6 separate regions of the Mus musculus genome follow, and all the other regions are linked to region 3. Evidence: chromatin contacts called from public ChIA-PET and promoter capture Hi-C data. All regions are on one chromosome and are shown on one strand. The core of a region is the stretch at or near the end of the contact, and the rest is flanking DNA. Distances in the headings are between cores, read along the strand shown.

Region 1 (3,002 bases), core at 34-2,533, 160 kb before region 3:
GTGTTGGCTGTGATTATTGTTTAACACATTTGATAGGTAAGGAAGCCAGGGCTCAGTGGGATTCAGCAACTTGCCTGTGGATGCACAGCTAAAGAATGGTACAGTAGCCGGGAGGAGGGAATCTTCTAAGGATATGGGATATAGAATAGAATCATATAAAGGGATAACAGGGGAAACTACAACAGAAGGATTAAGTATGGAGGTCAGTATAGAGGAGGGACTATAGAAAGGAAGGGGTGATTAAGACTAAAGGTCTTTAGGCCAGGCTGTGGTGGCGCACACCTTTAATCCCAGCACTTGGGAGGCTGAGGCAGGTGGATTTCTGAGTTTGAGGCCAGCCTGGTCTACAGAGTGAGTTCCAGGACAGCCAGGGCTATACAGAGAAACCCTGTCTCGAAAAAAATAAAAAAAAACATAAAAATTAAAATAAGTAAAGACAGAAGCAGAGTGTTAACTATTATGGCTCTGATTATGGTAAATGCAAGGTAGTTCCCCATTCTTCTTTCCCTTTTATTGACTTTTTTTTGTAACTCAGGATGGCACAAACCCTCCGATCCTGTTTCAACAGCCAGTACTAACTCGTTTATTATTTCTCACAACTGTCGTGCATATTGCACTTATCTCAACACTCTAATATTTCCAGTGTGCAATTTGGGGCCTTTTGTGTTTCCATGTAAGCATTCTCTGTTTGTAGCTTTTGTTAAAAAAGACAGGACCTCATGTAGCCCAAGACAACCTCGACTGTCCCTCGCCAACTACTAGCACTACAGGTGTGTGAGCAATCACGCCCGGAGCACTCACATTTTACGGTAACAAAGGATCTTTTTGTAAAGAGCTAGGAATAGGGTGGGGAAAAGAAAGTAAAATTCCACTCTTATCTTTCCCCTACTCAAGCTGATCTCAACTTTCAAGATCTTTTATTCCAGCCAGGAGCACCCAGAGCCACAAGGTAAACAAACATTGATAGCCACTCTAGCCCAACTCGGAGAACTCGTTAGCCTGGGAGGTTTGCCCCTCTATCTCTCCGTGAGTTAACGAGTTCAATGCTTGGCCCGCTTCCGTTTGGGGGTGGGGGCAAGCCCTTTCCCGGGTTCCCTTAGACAGTCCTGCCTTTGGGCAGTCTTTTGTGCCTCCAGTCCCCTAATCCGCCCTCATTCTTTTTCCGGAACTTCCCTCGGAGGACTCTACTACTGCTCGGGATGCTCCACAGGTCCGCCAAGTGGGTGAGAAGAGCCCTGGCTGGAGTCTCTGCCCAGAATGAGTCACTTCCGTTCACAGACTCCCTCCTCCGGAAGTAAGACCTGATGTAAACAGCAGAGCTGGGCACCAAAGCCCGGGAGGTCAGAAATTTGTGCCGCAGGCGGCACCAACGGCTAGGGCAGGGGTCGGGGAGGGGTGATCAAGTCGGCAGAGGTGACGCGCATCTGGAGCAAGATCCAAGGGTTGGTCACGGTCATGGGTTGGGTGTTTCTACTAGAGGTCTTGACAGGTGATGGATGGCTGGGGATATGGGGGCTTGAGTCGGTGCTGTCTTGGAAAGGATCATGGCTTTTGGGAGAGGGTGAGGCGTTTCAATTAGGGTTCTTCGTTAGTGTGGGCATTTGGAGCATAGATTTAAAAAGGGCTCTTGGAAGCTAGTGCTCTCCAGAGTATGGCTCATGTAGAAGCAAGACCCAAGTTTTACGCGAGAAAAGTAGATTTGCGATCTTAGCTGATAGGTGTGCCTGAAGAGAGGTCTTGGAAGAGATGGGATTTGAAAAAAGGACGAGGTTTTTAGGGCAGGAATGTTTAGGGGAGGGAGTCAGAGCAGCAGCAGCAGCAGCATTGGTAGGTTGAGGTTTTCCTAGGCAGGATATGGGTTTTTTTTTTGGGAGGGGGTGGGGCTAGCGTGCCCTAGGGCAGAACCTTCAAGAGATAGCATGGAGACAAAAGGGACAAATTTTAGGGGGAGGGGACTCATGAGTAACATTGTGTAAGCTTAGGGGTCGTGGGTAGACAGTATAGGGAATGGAATGTGTCACATGTGAAGAATTTGGAATGTCAGAGTAATGCCTCGGGTGTGGGGTAGGGTGTGGATTGGTCTTTAGGACTTAAGTAGAGGGAGTGGAGGGGGTTCTCAGGCTTGCCTTTGCCTTGAGAGTTGGTCATATGAGAGAAGGGTTTGGGGAAAGTATGCTGCATGGGAGGATGTAAATGAGATACCCTGGAGGCGAATAAGCCTCCAGGTAAAGTTAGAAGGGCTTGAGGAGGGCAGTTCTGTGGGTGATGGGCCATTCACGGCAGTGAAGATGCAGGAAACCTTAGCTTTTTTTTTTTTTTTTTGTTTTTTTTTTTTTTTTTTTTGAAACCTTAGCTTTTGTTCCACTATTTATTGACAGGTGGAGTTGGGTGCCGGTGTGCAGATGAATAGCTTGTAGAGAGGTTTGAGGTCATATCAAACATTAGAGCTAAGAATGGCTGGGAGGGGGGAGGAGGTACCATGGGATATTCCCTACCCCATTACCCCATGCTTGGTGTTTGTGCCTGTTATGAGGCTTTTTGTCATTATGGGCCGGGATACGTTCTGCCTGTGGTCTTGGTTTAAACAGATACTCTGAGGTATCCTCCACTTGTTTTTGTTTTTTACAGTCTGGCAAAGAAAAGTATCAAAATGGGGAGGAAGCCAGGCGTGGTGGCATACGCCTATAATCCCATCCCTCAGGAAGTGGAGGCTGGAGGACTGCTGGGAATTGAAGGCCAGCCTGTGCTACATAGGGAGTACCAGGACAGCCAGGGATACATAGCAAGACCCTATCTCAAAACAAAATAGACCAAGTGGTGAGGAAGAAGAAATGATTTGGGGGACAGAAGTTGTAGGACTTCAGAGAGGACACTGGGGAACTCTTCACAATGCTGTCTTTTCTTGCGCCTAGGAAGGCCGTCCTGAATCATGACTCAGCAGCCACTTCGAGGTGTGACCAGCCTACATTTCAACCAAGACCAAAGTAAGCTTATGATTGTGT
Region 2 (3,032 bases), core at 160-2,659, 140 kb after region 3:
AAATGTCTGTGCATGCGAGCCATTCAGATATCTACTTGGGAAACAGTCAGTTTCCCAAACCCTAAACCAACCAACTAACCAAAGAAGTAACTAAGGGGCATTCAGGCCCCTGGAAGAGAAAGCTGTATATTTTGTTTTAGGTTTTCCAATCCTATTTGGGGCTCCGTGTTCACAGCTTTCCCAAAGGACCAGAATTTGATTCCTAGTACTCATGCTAGGCAGCTTACAAAGGCTTGTAACCCCCGACTCCACGGGATTTGGTGCCCTCTTCTGGCCACTATAGGCAGCTGCACTAACATACACATGAATTAAAAATAGTCCTGTTGAAAATGTTTGTTGAATCTGTATGAGCGCCCTGTTTAGTTCCTGATATAACTACTTTATGCTTTTCTCCTCGTGTCTATGGTGTAAAGAGAAATTACTAGTATTTTCTGAATCTGATTGAAGCAGCAGCCCTGAACATAGCCGATTTTTATTGCACATTTGCTTTCTCTTTCCATCTCTGTGCTCATCTCTCCCCTCTTATTTATTTTAATGGTTTAAGCAAAGCTGTTCATTTCCCAGTTCCGGTCACTGACTTTCAGGATTTTCTATTTTATTTTATTATTATTTATTTATTTGATTTGTTTTTTATTTTTTTCGAGACAGCGTTTCTCTGTATAGCCCTGGCTGTCCTGGAACTCACCAGGCTGGCCTCGAACTCAGAAATCTGCCTGCCTCTGCCTCCTGAATGCTGGGATTAAAGGAGTGCACCACCACACCCAGCTAGGATTTTTTATTTTTTATTTTTACTTTTGCAATCTGCATTTCTATCTGCATGGTTCCCCCGAAGTACTGCTTTTGGGGCACCCCCAGTGCTGAGGGTCTAGAAAATAAGCTCATCCATTTCTCTGAGTAGTCAGTGCCCTGGACAGCACGGCCTCCCTCCTTTGGTCTGCTCCAGAGTCCTCTTAAAGGTTCCCTCCAGCCTTTCAGGGCCTCTGAGTCTTTTGACCAGCTTCAAGGTCATTGTTTCTCGGGGGCCCTTCTGACACAGCTCTGTCCTGAGTGCCTCATGGGCATTCTCCAGGAACCACCTTTGGGTGTCTCTACGTGTCTGAAGCTGAACTGTCTCCCCAGTGAAGCACCCAGAGAGAGCGGCCAACCCTTAAACCCGAGCCCTCCACAAGCCCAAGCAGGGCTTCTGCTGCCCTCTGGTTATCTTTAAGAAAAGCCCAAGGAAGCTAAAGCCACAAGGGTGTCCCTGAGAAGGAAAGCAAGTCAGCAGACCCAGGTTGGGTACCCCCAGCCTGGTCAATACTCATGCCCCAAAGCCTCCACGACCCCACACTTACCTGACTTTCAGATGTTGGATCACACATCTTTCCTGGTAGACTGGAAGGCAGGTAGGTTGGGGCTGAGGCTGGCTCTGTGCCTGGAGATCAAGGGGCAGGAATGGGAGGTGCTAGCTGAGGACATTGGGTGTGGACAGAGGCAGGAGGTGAAAAGCAGGAAGACTAACTGAAACTCGGGGTACAGCTTAGTGGTACAACAGTGCTGAAGAAACCCTGGGTTCTACTTCTAGCAGTGCAAAACCAAGCCAAACACTGCCAGCCTTGAGAATAAAAGTACAAATATAAGTGCTTCCTCTTTTGAGGAGCTGAGGGTCTTGATAAGTTGTTGAGATTGGTCCCTAATGGTCCTTCTCTGTCAACTGCCAGATGTGTCACGTCCTGCTAAGCAATCATCCATAAGAACACAGAAAACCAGGAAAGCACCCATCGAGAGTGTTGAGACTAGCAGTGCCCTATGAGAGAGCTCCGATCCACCTTGTAGTGTGTGACTAGGATGGAGTGTCTGAAAGAGTTGCTTGTGGGTCTGCAGCTGAGTGAGGATTCTTTTAAATGGCTATGGGTGTTTTGCCTGCTTTCATGTCTCTGCACTACATTCATGCTTTCCGATTGCAGAGGATAGAAGATGGCATTGGATATCCTGGAACTGGCCTTACAGACAACTGGTTGTACGCTAGCTACCACATGCAGATTGGGAATCAAACCTAGGTACTCCAGAAGAGCAGCAGATGCTTTTAACTGCTAAACCATCTCTCTAGTCCTGAGCTAAGATTTTTTTTTTTTTGAAAGGGGGTCTCGCTGTATTTGAAGCCTCACAATTCCTATCCACGCTTGGTCCCCTCCCCACCCCACCACTATTTGCTTCGCTTTCACAAGCTTTCTATCTATGGGTTACCTATCAGGACCAGGGTTAGGTGAGTCTGAGATTTTTGCCTCTGGGTACATACCTGGGTGCCCTGGGTGTTATTAAACATATGGTTTTCCTTTAAAAATTATTTCCAAGGCCTATAATCCTAGCTACTCAAAAGGCTGGAGCAAAAGGAGCAAAAATTTGAGGCCAGGGTACTGGCTTAAAGCTTAGGAGCTCTGGCTATGCTTCCAGAGGACCACAGTTCAATCCTCAGCCCCAACATGGTGAGGGCTATAACTCTAGTCCCTAGGAATCCAACTCCCTCTTCTGGCCTCCTCAGGCAGCGTACATCCAAGTGGTACAAAGACATACATGCTAGCAAAATATGTCTGCCCATAAAATAATGTTTTAAAAAAATTCAAGACAACCTGGGCAAATCATTAAGATCATCTCTGAAAATAAAATTTTAAAAAATTGCAGGGGTTGGGGATTTAGCTCAGTTGTAGAGCACTTGCCTAGCAAGTGCAAGGCCCTGGGTTTGGTCCTCAGCTCTGGAAAAAAAAAATGCTAGGGACATTTAGCGTTAGCAGTAGCATGTTTGCCTGGCTCCAGGTTCAATTGCCAGCACAGGGGGGCGGGGGGGGGGCAAGTTTTGTAGAGCCAGGCTGGAGCACAGATCTGCAATTCCAGCCTCCGGGAAGCCAAGGCAGAAGTGTGAGTTCCAGACCAGCCTGGGTGACAGAGTAAATTCTATAGTGAAACTCTATCTCCAAAAAGGCTGGGCATGTAGTGGAGCTCAATGACTCAGTAGTAGACTGCCCTGGCAGTACCAGGCTCTGGACTTGATCACC
Region 3 (3,046 bases), core at 193-2,692:
GATGGTGACTGAGTGTGGGACTCTGCCTATGACAGTTTGTGTCTGGTATCCGAGAGAAAGAAATGCATGTTTGCGTGGGTCTCTCAGTGACAGTACATCTGTAGTTTGTCTGGATACTTTCAGTGATAAGCTGCGTGTCTGATAGTGTGTGATTGGGTCCGGCTTTTGTTGATTTGCTTATCTATGTGGTGATTTAGAGCCCAAGGATGACTACGTACCTGCTTTGGAGCAGTGCGTGTATGTGTGGAACAACTGTATATTCTTGTGACAGACTCTGGGTCTCTCATTTCTGGGGCAGCACAAATATTTCTGTGAATGTACATATCTGGTGGTGCTTGTGTGCTTGTGACAAATCTGTCAATTTCTGGTGGGGGCATATGGTATTAAGTGACCCCCGTAGGACAGTACAAGTCATATCACTGAATGTTTCTTTTCGGAACACATTTTCATGTACACCTAGGTTAGGACAAGTCTACTTGAATGTGTCTGACTATATCTTTAATGGTGGTTCTCCCGTTCTTGGTGTACGTGTGGGTATGTGAGTTCCACACACGATTGGAGGTCAGAAAGCAACTTATAGAAGTCATTTCTCCCTTTTCACCATGTGAGTCCTGAGGTCAGCAGCCTTACCTGAAGACCTTTTGCTTTTAAGACAGTCTCACTATGTTGCCCAGTCTGACCTCGCTTTCAGTTCCCAGCTCCTTTTTTACAAGGAAGTTGTAGTTCCCACAAGAACTAAGTCCTGCCATTATAGATTCAAGACCCAGACTGAGTAACAGAGCCAAGTCTAGCCAGGTTTGTATAGGATAATGGCAGCAAAAAAGCACCCTACAGGTGCCAAACTGCCATTGTTTCCTCTGCATCCCTTCCTTTTGATGACGGTAAAGAATTTTACCCTTCCCTGAAGAGTGGACCAGCTCTCCTATAAGATTACAGTTTTGGAGCAAAGGCTGCCTGATCTTGGGTGAAACACACGTGACAGGATCCTGTCTAGTTCCAGGCTCTGATTTTTAAAAGCTGGTTTGTCGTTGTCTCCTTACTGAACTCAAGGCAGCAAAGGTGATGGCGGCAGCAAACCTGCATCCTAGGAAAGGAGGCTGCGCTTTTTAAAAGTGTGTACACACCCCACCACACCAACAACCAAAACAAACGCAGTTGTCGCAAAGGAATTCCCAGAAGCGTGCATGTCTGTGTGTCCGTCTGTCTATGTGTGTGCGCGCACGCGCGCGCACCCTCCTACATTTGCATACAGGCCCTTCCTCCGCGGAAGAACCTGGCATGTATTTTGCATAAGGGGCACTTGAAACGTTGAGGGTGGCATGCAAATAAGGACTGGCTCGGATTGGCTGGGGTACAGCAGGTGCCGCGTCCGGATTGATCAAAGCCAGGTGGGCGGGTCTGTCGCGCAGGGCGACTCTCCCGGGAGGCGCGTGCCCCGGCTCAGTAGCGTTGGGGCTGGCGCGCGCGACGAATCTTAACGCTGCGCCGTCTGCAGGCGCTTCCGGGCCGCCAGATTCCCTGCCTTCCACCCTGGCGCCCCCCAGCCCTGGCTCTCCGGCCGCTCTGCCCCGGGCATCCACGCCCTGCGGGCTCAGCGGATTCAGCGGGCTCAATATACGCAGCACCTCCTCCATGTTGACCAAGCCTCTGCAGGGGCATCCTTCGCCCCCTGTGACCCCCACGCAGCCTCCAGGTGAGCGTAGCCTCCTCTGTCACAAGCAGGTTGGGTGGACTGGAATGATGGGTGCTGGTGTGGGGGCGAGTCATGGCTGGGATCAGAGTACACCGCCACCCTGACTTCCTCGCCTCCGCTTGCGTAGGAGGCAAGGATCGGGCAGCTTTCGAGGCCGAATACCGACTTGGCCCCCTCCTGGGTAAGGGAGGCTTTGGCACCGTCTTCGCGGGACACCGCGTCACGGATAGACGTCAGGTATCCCCTACAAGGGGTTCTCGGAGGGTCAGGTGTTTTGGCGAAGGGTGGTGGTGGGGTACCAGTGACTGGGATGCCAGTTGCTTCAGTGGGGAGCCTGCGTCTGCAAATGTGTAGTAGAATCATAAGGAGCAGGGTTGCTAGGAGTGTGAGTGCGCGCGTGTGTCTGCAGTCCAGGTGGGTATGGGGGTGGGCAGGATTCAGGGCAAGAATTCTAGAAGATTGGCGCTTTCTACTAGGGAGGGGGCAGATATCAGGACTGGACCCCAAGATCCATGGAATTGATGTGCGTGCGCTTGTGTGTCTGAGATGGTGGGGATGTTTTAAAAGTAGGTGTTAAGTGTGGAGTCGTGAGAACAACAATCCAGATAGAGTTGTCCTGGAGATGAGGATGATGGAGGAGGGCATGCGACGTCAAAAAAAAAAAAAAAAACAAACAAAACAAAACAAAAAGACTTGGAATTCGAATCTGGGGATATGGGTCAGTGGTAGATTATTTGTCCACCATTCACAAGCACTGAGTTCAATAACCAACATCGTGGCGGGGGGAGGGGGGAGGCATGTAGAAAGACAGTGCGAGAGAAAAAGCAAAAGGAAAAAAAAAAACTACAACTCACTCCCGTTCTGGATTTCAGGGGGTCTTGATGCTTTCTTAACGAGAGCCCAGGCGTAAATATGTTTAGGTGAACTTGCTTCTGAGGACTTAAATGCTGGGTGGGCATCTGAGCTCCGATGGATGTGATATGTATGGGAACTAGGAATACCCGGGTGGAGAGACTGGAATTGGGAAGTCTGGGATCACCTGCTGCCCCCTTATCTCAGCCTTTTTTCTAGGTGGCCATCAAAGTAATCTCCCGGAACCGTGTGCTAGGCTGGTCCACCGTGGTGAGTGTCTTTGGTGTACGTCATGACCCATAGACTCCATCACAGAACGCACGCACTGCTTTTTTTCTAGGGGACATATGACTCCCTGGGCCCTGAAACCATGAGAACCCCACCAGCCTGTGATTCCTGCCTTCATGTGATAGTTCTGATTTCACCACAATTCCCCCAGAGCCCTGGATTCTCCTTTCAAACTCTCCTTTCTCATCCTTCTTCCAAACACTGCTTTTGGGG
Region 4 (2,989 bases), core at 284-2,783, 210 kb after region 3:
GGGCTTTTCCAGCCTCACACCCGTGCACTCACCTCTGTCTAACCTACCTCCCCCCAATTCCCACCAAGGCCTCCTTACCTCCGCTTTGCCTCTGATTCCTTTTTTGTATCTTCTCCTGCACCAAGGCCCGGAAGGCCTGGGCTTCACTCTCATCCGCAAAGTTCAGTCCTACTTGACAGTCCTATACATGCCTTGGGGTCAGCAAACTTCTAGTACGCCCCCCACATCCCCGGGACTTTCTCATCTCCTCCCCATCCCCCCCAACTGCAGCGCAAGGATGCACAAGCTGCTCACTTACATCTCCAGCAAAAGTGTGGAAGAACGGGGTGGGAGTGAGATAAACCAGCTGAGAGTACAGCTCCTGTTCCCAGAGTAGCCGACCAGCCTGGAAAGTGGGGGGAGGTGCATGCTGAAATCCAGGCATCTTGGGTGGCAGACCACTGGAGCATGGTGTCCAGGTTTGGTGTCCCGGGGTTTTATTTAAAGCTCTTCAGCTTCAGCTCACTATCAGAGTTTGGGTTCTAGGTGTCTGAGAGTCAGACACCGATATGAGAGATATGGGTTTGGGAGCCAAAGCCTATATGTAGGAGTTGAAGGCTCCACGTTGTGAATTTAAGATTCCAGTTCTAAGAGTATTCAACATGATTTAGAACATATTTGAGGCTGAGGCTCAGGTATTTGTGGAGCAGATCTAAGTCTTGATATAAACCTTCTGAGGTCCGTCTTCTTAGACTCAGAATGAGAAAAACACAACTTGGGATCTGTATTGGTCTTTGGTTCTGGAGCTCAGGGGGTCACTGATATGAGTGAAGGCTTGGAGCTGTGGACAAAAACTGGTTTTGTAAGTTGGGAACTAGCTTTCCTGTCCAGTGGGGCATGGGGTCACCTGTAGGCCATAAAGGCGGATGAAGTAGGACTTCTGAGGGTTATCCTTCACGAAGCACACAGCCCCGCAGTGTTCCATGGTCCAGTGCTCAGCTCCAGGGGGCAGTGCCAGGTAGAGCTGAACAACTGTGGTAGCCAGTGTCTAGGAGGGGAGAGCAGGGGTCAGTGCAGTGTGCTCATGGGTCACCAGGCCTGGTCCTTGCCTGCCTGTGGCTTTCATGAGCTTGGGGAAAGAGCTGTAGCCAGGAGGAAGGGGAGTAGACATCAAGATAATGGGGAGTGAGTGAATCTGAGGAGAGGAGATGGGGAGAAGGGGGATACAGGGATGATGGGAACAAGGAGAAGGGAAATATGGGTAAGAGGAGGAAGCAGAACGGGGAAGAAGAAGTAGAGAGGAAGAAGAGGAGAGGGAGGGAGACTGGGAGGACCAGGAGATCTCCCAACTCACCCAGCATTTTCGGCCAAGAAGCTCAAAGAGTCTCTGGTTTTCATGGTCCTGGAGGAGGTTGGAAGGAATGTTCTGCTGAACGGCTGGTCCCCCTCGGCCCCCAGGCCTGCCTCCTACAGGGCCAGGGCCACTATTCATGCTGCCTTCTGCCTTAGTCCTCTCCAGCTAAGCTCTGGGTGCAGGGTAAGAAGAGGAACTTCCGCAGTGAGCAGGGGAACAGGAAGTACAATAAACCACAAGGGAAATAAGTCCTCCAGGGCCCCCCAGAGGGCCTGTTCTCCTCTCTAGGACAGGCATGGGCCCTCCTCCATTTGCGTGGCTAGATCCAAGTTTGTAATGAGCTCAGGGCATCTTCCTTTCTTCTTTCTTCCCAACGTCCTCTCCCTTTTTGTGCGGGGCCATTTCCTTCTGACAGGCTTAGATCAGCCTTGCTCTAGTCGGACACTGAGGGAGAGCTACGCCATCTGCAGAGCTTCTCCTTCAGGGTAGCTACGCAGAGAGTAGTCACAAGTCTGTGTAGCCTCCTTCCGTCTTCCAAAAGCACCGACTTGGCCTGGGGTTGAATCTAAGGCTCCAGGTGCTAAAGGGCCATTGCATTACAGCTTTTCCTTTTAAAGGCATATTGAGCCGGGCGTGGTGGCGCACACCTTTGACCCCAGCACTCAGGAGGCAGAGACAGGCAGATTTCTGAGTTCGAGGCCAGCCTGGTCTACAAAGTGAGTTCCAGGACAGCCAGGGCTATACAGAGAAACCCTGTCTCGAAAAACCAAAAAAAAAAAAAAAAAAAAAAAAAAAAAGGCATATGAACTAATCTCTAGCTTTGGACGTTGCCAATGATATAGAAGGCCATGACTCACTTCCCCATCTTTTACTCTTGCCCCCTGTAGCTCCCTAATTACTTTCTTTTTCATTTATTTATTTCATGTATGCGGGTACACTGTCGCTGTCTTCAGACACACCAGGAGAGGGCATTGGATCTTCATTACAGATGCTGTGAGCCACCATGTGGTTTCTGGGATTTGAACTCAGGACCTCTGGAAGAACAGTCAGTGCTCTTAATCACTGAGCCATCTCTCCAGACCCCAATTACTTTCTTTTGTAAAATTTATTTTTATTTTATGCGCCTTGGTGTTTTGCCTACATGTATGTCTGTGTGAGGGTGTCAGAGTTACAGACAGTCCTGAGCTGCCATGTGTGTTCTGGGATTTGAACCTATGTCCTCTGGAAGAGCAGTCAGTGCTCTTAACCACTCAACAATCTCTCTAGCCTAAACTCAGACCCCCACCCCTTTTTTGTTTTTTGTTTTTGTTTTATTTGGTTTTTGTTTTGTTTTGCTTTGCTTTGCTTTGCTTTTGTTTGTTTGTTTGTTTGTTTGTTTGTTTTGAGACACGTTTTCCCTGTGTAGAGCCCTGGCTGTCCTAAAACTCACTCTATAGACCAGGCTGGCCTTGAACTCACAGAGATCCATCTGCCTCTGCCTTCTGAGTGCTGGGATTAAAGGCCTGTATCACCATGCCTGGCCCTAATTACTTTCTTTTCAATCTCATTCGGGAAGGAAGGACTTGACAGTATAAATAAATAAATACTAAAACAACATCTTGATTGATTTTTTTATTATGTTGGGACTTTATGAAAGTAGGGAACCTTTGAAGGCTT
Region 5 (3,036 bases), core at 86-2,585, 140 kb before region 3:
CTTTAGTGTCCCACCTCAGCCTCCTCGGTCCCTCAGCCCCCGAAACTTCTACTTTCCCAGGACCCATTTTAATTCGGAAAACTTTCACAAGGCTTGCCTGAACCCTTCTCCACCCCAACAGAAAGCTAACTCCTCCCACCTTGGGTCCATTTACCCGTTCACCAACATTGTCTCATGTTTCACATCAGAGGGCCTCCGTCCTTCCTTCTTTAGAAAATTAGAGTATCCCGGAGTCGACACAGGGTCCAGTCAGGAACCCCGACTCCACCCCATCAGTCTGACCTCAGGGACATAGTTATGGCATGAGTCATTGGGTCACTAGGCAGGCTAGACATGGATCAACGCCCCACACCTCCATACCTGACTCAGGAACCTTTGCTTCTACTCTTCCATGTTCTGTACACTTGGAACTTCAGACTGCCTGACATCAGACAGAGATAGTAAGAAGGCAATCTACCACATTCCAGCATCACTACCATGCCCTCATATGAACCTCTGAGACCCTCCTGCCCACACCAGAGCTTTGCCTTGTCATTCTGTGGTCCTGTTACGGGCTTAGGTTGCAGCAAGCGAGCTACAGAGGGCACATGCGGGGAAACACACACACACAGAGGCAGGCCCAGCAGGTTTTTCAGGTCTGCCCTTCTGACACCACGGCTGAGAAAAATTCCTGGCTGTAATGACTGTTTACAACCAAGATACTTCACCTGGGTGGCACTCCAACACTGTCAATGAGAGCCCCATTTCCACATCCTGCCACCACTTGAGCAAATGCACACAGAGTCTGGACCTGATCCCCATTGCTCCCCCAAACATACAGCACACCCCCTTCAATTACTCTGGCTGAACAAACAAACAGAGGGACAAGCAGATACAGATGCCTGAACAACAGTGGTATCTAATCGGTTCAGCTCGTCTTCTCTGAGGCACTAGTCCTGATAAAAAGGGGGAGAGGGGCCGAGAAGAGAAGGCTGAGTCTCTGCCCCGTCCTTCCTCCTCCATTTTCCAACCAAGAATTATTTTGATATCAAGAAAGGAAAATGGACACGTGAGGCTTTGCCCTGGTCCCCTGATCCTCCCATACTGAACACCACCCCTCCTATCGCTACCCTATATTCTCAGGGTCCTCCTTCCTCAGATCTGGATCTCTAGAAGGGAACTTCCTCAGTTCCTGTGCCATTACCCTATCTCACGGCCCTGCCCCATTGCTCGCTGGTACTCACCAATGCCCTAGTGCTGGATGGCAGCCTCAAATATTTCCAAAAGAACAGTTGTCTCGTCCAGGCCCTAGCTTTCCTGGCAGTACAAGTGAACAGCAGTGACTGCTGTCTTGGCTACCTCCCACTAGGTAAAGGCCCAACCTACCTGGACAGGATGGGGTTGGCCCACACCTTTTAACCCTTACCTGCCCGCTTCCAGGGCTAGGGTCACCCCTGGGAAGGCAGTCTGGGGGACCAGGTGCCTCGGGGAGCCCAATATGGTCAAGGAGAAAGCATAGAATGCTTTCCTCACTGCGGATATCTAAGAGATAACTGGCCAATAAGCTCTAAGAATTGTGGGAGGAGCCACTGCCCAAATCCCCAGGCCACTGGAGCCTGCCTACACCCCGGGACATGGGGGCTAGGAAACTGTGAAATAGACAAACAGACATAGACATGGACACACACACACACACACACACACACACATATCTTGGATCAATTTCTCCCATAATTAGGATGATGATTTTCTAAGCTGCAGAGAGAAGTTGACCTTTCTAAGGAGAGACCAGATCTTAAGACACTCCCACCTTCTGTACTCCAGGAACAAATAAACCTAGGAAACACCATCATCTATACCCTACAACCTGAGGGGCGGCACAGAGCCAGCCTCCGCTGAGCTCTGAGCCATGGTAGAAATGGGAGGCCTGACTGAGAACATACTAATGTAAAGGCACAGGAAAGAGCCAGCTGGGGTGGGACACACCTTCCTTTAATCCCAGCACTCAGGAGGCAGAGGCAGGCAGCTCTGAGTTCGAGACCAGCCTGGTCTACAGAACTAGTTCCAGGACAGCCAGGGCTACACAGAAACAAACAAACAAAGAAACAAAAACAACCATAAGAAGGAGCAGAACCAGAGTACTAGACTGGGCCCTGCGCTAGAGGAGCCACTGGCTACTCCTGAAAGGAGAAAGAATACGAAGACTCAACTTTATCCATGTTCTCCCTGTTAACATTTCTAGCCTGGAGCGAAGCAGACAGGGAAATAAATTGAAAACTCTAAGTCCCTCTAATGCCCTTCAACACAACCCTACCTGGGCCCTAAGCTTGTCTTGGGCACATACCAAACATGCTGTACTCCAGGTAAGACAATCTATTTTGTGACCTCAGAACCCAAACCTAACCCCTATAGCAGCCGCTGCCATGTATGAACAGGGAGGGTTTTAGGGGTGTTCCCTGTTGGGGAGGAGAGCCTAGAGAAGAGTTCCCCCAGTCACATGTTATCAAGGCCTGCTGCCCCAGGTGCCCACCTTTCTTCCGGGTTATGAAATGTATGTGTGGAACACAAAGGCCCTTTCCATCTCCTTCCTCCCTTCTCCCTCCTTTGGACTGCTAGTGGAGGCAAGGAGCAAGCTGACATCCTCTTGGCAGCCATGGACCCCTCCCCACCCCCCTTGCAGGAGGCCACCAAGCATGTTGGGAAATGGATTTTTTTTCTTAAGTTTTTGTTTTTCAAGACATGGTTTCTCTGTGGAACAGAGCCCTGGCTGTCCTGGACTTTTTTGTAGACGAGGTTGGCCTCAAACTAACAGAAATCTGCCTGCCTCTGCTTCCTGAGTGCTGGGATTAAAGGTGTGTACCACTACAGACAGCTGGGAAAATGGATGTTTATAACCAGGGACAAGAGAAATGAAAAATTAGGAAAATAATTCAGATAGAGCCTCAGAGTTTTGGTTACCTCATCTGTAAAATGGACAAAATAGACAACAGGGTCCACAAGAACATATAACTCACACCAAATCATTAATGGCCAATCATAAGAACAAGATATTTGGAA
Region 6 (2,858 bases), core at 185-2,684, 180 kb before region 3:
ACTCAGGACCTTCAGAAGAGCAGTCAGTGCTTTTAACTGCTGAGCCATCTCTCCAGCACTATGGATATTTTTCTATTGCATTCTCTACGTATATTAGTCAAGGTTTTATTGCTTCAATGAAACACCATAACCAAAAAGCAAGTTGGGGAGGAAAAGGTTTTATTTGGCTTACACTTTCACATCACTGTTCATCATTGAAGGACAAGAACTCAAACACGGCAGGAACCTGGATGGGTACTGCTTACTGGCTTGCTCCCTGTGGCATGCTCAACCTGCTTTGTTACAGCACCCAGGACCACCAGCCCAGGGATAACACCACCCAAATGGGCTAGGCCCTCCTCTATTAATCACTAATTGAGAAAATGCCCTATAGCTGGATTTTATAGAAGCATTTCCTCGGGGCTGGCAAGATGGTTCAGTGGTTAAAAGCATTGACTACTCTTCCAAATGGGTCCTGAGTTCAAATCCCAGGAACCACATGGTGGCTCACAACCATCTATAATGAAATCTGACTCCCTCTTCTGGAGTGTCTGAAAACAGCTACAGATAATAATAGATAAATAAATCTTTTTTTAAAAAAAAGCATTTCCTCAACTGAGACTCCTTCCTCTCTGACTACTCCAGCTTGTCTCAAGTTGACACACAAAACCAGCCACTGCACAGTTATTCACTTTACATATAATTAGATAAAATTTGTTTTCATATTTTATTCATTTGTTCATGTTTACATGTATATGTGTTCATGCATAGCATGGCACTTGTGGTGCCGTCAGAGGCAACTAGTGGCTAACTCTATCTTTTTACTATGTAGGATCTTCAAGAACTCAGGTCTTCAGCTTTTGTAGCAGACACTATTACCCATTAAGTCATCTTGTGTAAATGAAACTTTTTTTTTTGGGGGGGGGGGTTCGAGACAAGGTCTCTCTGTGTACCCCTGGCTGTCCTGAACGCCTGCCTCTGCCTCCCAAGTGCTGGGATTAAAGGTGTGCGCCACCACTGCCCGGCAGTAAATGTAACTTTTATTTGCCTGATGTAATTGTTGTCTCCATGGTTTACTGCTTTCATCTGCTAAAGTAGACCTAGCCCTGGAAGCCTCCAGCCTCTATCAGTAAGGTTCACATTGTGGAAGCACATTATGAGTTTTATTTATTTTGTTTTGTGTATATAAACATTTTGCCTGAATTTATGTTCGTGCATCACATGCGTGCATGGTGCCTGAGGATGTCGGGAAAGGGTATAGGATACTCTAGAACTGAATTCATAGCGGTTGAATACCGAGGAATAACCTAATCAATCTTCCACAGCGGCTATACCACTGAGAACTACATTTCCCAGGATGCCGTATGGCACGTTCCTATGACGTTTCAAAGAGTTTCTGCGCCCTGATTCCTGTTTCCCACGGCTACAAGGCACTTGTCTTTGAGGCGTTGCATGCTGGGATTGATTCTTACGTTTCCCGGCCAGCCCCTCACGGCTCGAGCTAAACTTCCCAGCAAGCGGAGCGCTCGCCTGTGACTCGAGCGAAGATGGCGGGCCGTGAGAGTCCGCCGCCGTCTGCCCCGTCAATGGCTCCAATTTCTTTCGGGTTCACTCGCACGTCTGTCCGGAGGCGACTGGCAGACCTCGGAGATAGCGAAAGACAGGCCCCAGAGGAGAAAGATTTCTTGGCGACCGTGGAAGGGAGGAAGCTGCAGAGGTGAAACGCCGGGTCTTTCGCGTTTTGGAAATCTGTGAAATGGGCTTAAGCAGGAGGGCAGAGTAAGAGTTGTTTGTCCTGGTGACAGTGGCCTGGAAAGCCTGAAACACTGCCTCGGGAAATTTATGGAGGTAACCAGGAGTGGCGGCAAACGCCTATAAGTCAGGACCTGGGAGGCTGGCGCAGGAGGATCAGGAATTGAACGCTAGCCTGGGCAACTAAAAAACAAACAGGAAGAACATAAGAATGTAAGGGCAAGAAGAGGGAGGTTTGTTAGGTGGGTGAAATGGGGCCTGAGAACCAGAGGTATAGATTCCTCAGAAAAAATGTCGTTGGGACTTGAGTATGTGTGCCTTTTGAGAAAGGGAAAGGAGGGAAAAATGACAGGATTCTTCCTGTCTCAGCTGAAATTGTGGGAGCTTCTCCGATTTGGAGAACTAGGCAAATTCAAGTCTGGGGAGGCCATCAGCAGTATAATTAAGTAAGAAACAAAGGTCCGAAAGGCCTAAGTGGGGGACTTGTAAAAGGCAGCTTGCCGGCCCGGAACCGGGAAGAATCTGGACTAAAGATGGTGATTTTTAGGCCATTGTGGTTGAAGGCCTAAGGCTGATTCCCACAAGACATACTTAAAGAGATCCATGGTTGTAATTCCAGCACTAGGGGATTGCACCAGGCTGACTGAGAGTTTATAAGACCAGCCTGAGCTAAATCGTGAGATGTCTCAAAAAAAAAAAAAAAAAAAAAAAAACGAGTGGACCTGTGAATAGTAACCTGTGAACATGGTCCATAGGACTGGGCATTGATCTTTCTTTCTTTCTTTCTGGCCATTGAAATTGATTTTCTTTGTTTCCTAACCTCCTTTCTATCTTGATATTTATACTTTCTTTCTTTGGAGGGGGCGTCAAGACAGGGTTCCTCTGCATCCTGGCTGTCCTGGAACTCACCCTGTAGATCGGGCAGGCCTTGAACTCAGAGATCCTCCTGCTTCTGCCTCCTGAGTGCTGCTGGAATTAAAGTCATGCGTCACCACTGCCGGCCTGATATTTCTGCTTTGTGACATGTCTACTTTCCCAACCTTTTTTCTCTCCCGACATAAGTGTGAACCCTCCAGAAGCCCCCAAGGAGCTGGTTATCCCGTTGATCCAGAATGGCTCTCGCAGGC

What was found. ChIA-PET counts read pairs in DNA pulled down with a chosen protein or histone mark. Capture Hi-C pulls out chosen DNA fragments and counts their contacts.
Region 1: a promoter capture Hi-C map of pancreatic islet shows a contact between it and region 3. The contact joins the promoter of Wdr45 here to the promoter of Pim2 in region 3. A contact is called at or near these places in 8 of 39 promoter capture datasets (the 3T3-L1 cell line, the C10 cell line, cranial neural crest and 4 more), 7 of 484 Hi-C or Micro-C datasets (B cells, the G1E-ER4 cell line, cortical neurons and 2 more), 7 of 115 datasets of contacts at active chromatin or transcription factors (effector CD8 T cells, embryonic stem cells, extraembryonic endoderm stem cells and 2 more) and 5 of 9 other capture datasets (adipose tissue, embryonic stem cells, liver and 2 more).
Region 2: a promoter capture Hi-C map of liver shows a contact between it and region 3. The contact joins the promoter of Glod5 here to the promoter of Pim2 in region 3. A contact is called at or near these places in 10 of 39 promoter capture datasets (the 3T3-L1 cell line, the C10 cell line, embryonic stem cells and 6 more), 1 of 15 datasets of contacts at CTCF or cohesin (stem cell-derived epiblast-like cells), 2 of 484 Hi-C or Micro-C datasets (embryonic fibroblasts and embryonic stem cells), 26 of 115 datasets of contacts at active chromatin or transcription factors (the 230-238 cell line, the SCID.adh cell line, effector CD8 T cells and 12 more) and 4 of 9 other capture datasets (adipose tissue, embryonic stem cells, liver and 1 more).
Region 4: an RNA polymerase II ChIA-PET map of memory CD8 T cells shows a contact between it and region 3, with 174 read pairs. The contact joins the promoter of Was here to the promoter of Pim2 in region 3. A contact is called at or near these places in 3 of 39 promoter capture datasets (the C10 cell line, liver and neural stem cells), 1 of 484 Hi-C or Micro-C datasets (B cells), 16 of 115 datasets of contacts at active chromatin or transcription factors (the 230-238 cell line, the HPC-7 cell line, the SCID.adh cell line and 9 more) and 3 of 9 other capture datasets (adipose tissue, liver and pancreatic islet).
Region 5: a contact with region 3 is called in a promoter capture Hi-C map of adipose tissue. The contact joins the promoter of Ccdc120 here to the promoter of Pim2 in region 3. A contact is called at or near these places in 3 of 39 promoter capture datasets (the C10 cell line, hematopoietic stem and progenitor cells and hippocampal neurons), 12 of 484 Hi-C or Micro-C datasets (the G1E-ER4 cell line, the N1E-115 cell line, cerebral cortex and 4 more), 6 of 115 datasets of contacts at active chromatin or transcription factors (the 230-238 cell line, embryonic stem cells, extraembryonic endoderm stem cells and 2 more) and 5 of 9 other capture datasets (adipose tissue, embryonic stem cells, liver and 2 more).
Region 6: a promoter capture Hi-C map of liver shows a contact between it and region 3. The contact joins the promoter of Gpkow here to the promoter of Pim2 in region 3. A contact is called at or near these places in 2 of 115 datasets of contacts at active chromatin or transcription factors (memory CD8 T cells and microglia) and 4 of 9 other capture datasets (adipose tissue, liver, macrophages and 1 more).

Annotation. Positions count from the first base shown.
Region 1 is chrX:7,720,937-7,723,938 of GRCm38.p6, forward strand. It overlaps Wdr45 (WD repeat domain 45), which reads left to right and starts at 1,284. Exons shown (of 11, transcript NM_001290792.1): 1 at 1,284-1,442; 2 at 2,913-2,984. The coding sequence starts at 2,930.
Region 2 is chrX:8,017,083-8,020,114 of GRCm38.p6, forward strand. It overlaps Glod5 (glyoxalase domain containing 5), which reads right to left and starts at 1,410. Exons shown (of 4, transcript NM_027227.2): 1 at 1,335-1,410. The coding sequence starts at 1,361. All of the region lies in intron 2 of Gm39488 (a long non-coding RNA gene), which reads left to right.
Region 3 is chrX:7,876,864-7,879,909 of GRCm38.p6, forward strand. Pim2 (proviral integration site 2) reads left to right here and starts at 1,443. Exons shown (of 6, transcript NM_138606.2): 1 at 1,443-1,693; 2 at 1,821-1,930; 3 at 2,765-2,815. The coding sequence starts at 1,456.
Region 4 is chrX:8,088,958-8,091,946 of GRCm38.p6, forward strand. It overlaps Was (Wiskott-Aldrich syndrome), which reads right to left and starts at 1,534. Exons shown (of 12, transcript NM_009515.2): 1 at 1,334-1,534; 2 at 887-1,027; 3 at 299-385; 4 at 79-181. The coding sequence starts at 1,471.
Region 5 is chrX:7,739,989-7,743,024 of GRCm38.p6, forward strand. Ccdc120 (coiled-coil domain containing 120) reads right to left here and starts at 1,336. Exons shown (of 10, transcript NM_207202.2): 1 at 1,224-1,336.
Region 6 is chrX:7,695,700-7,698,557 of GRCm38.p6, forward strand. It overlaps Gpkow (G patch domain and KOW motifs), which reads left to right and starts at 1,435. Exons shown (of 11, transcript NM_173747.3): 1 at 1,435-1,696; 2 at 2,794-2,858. The coding sequence starts at 1,527.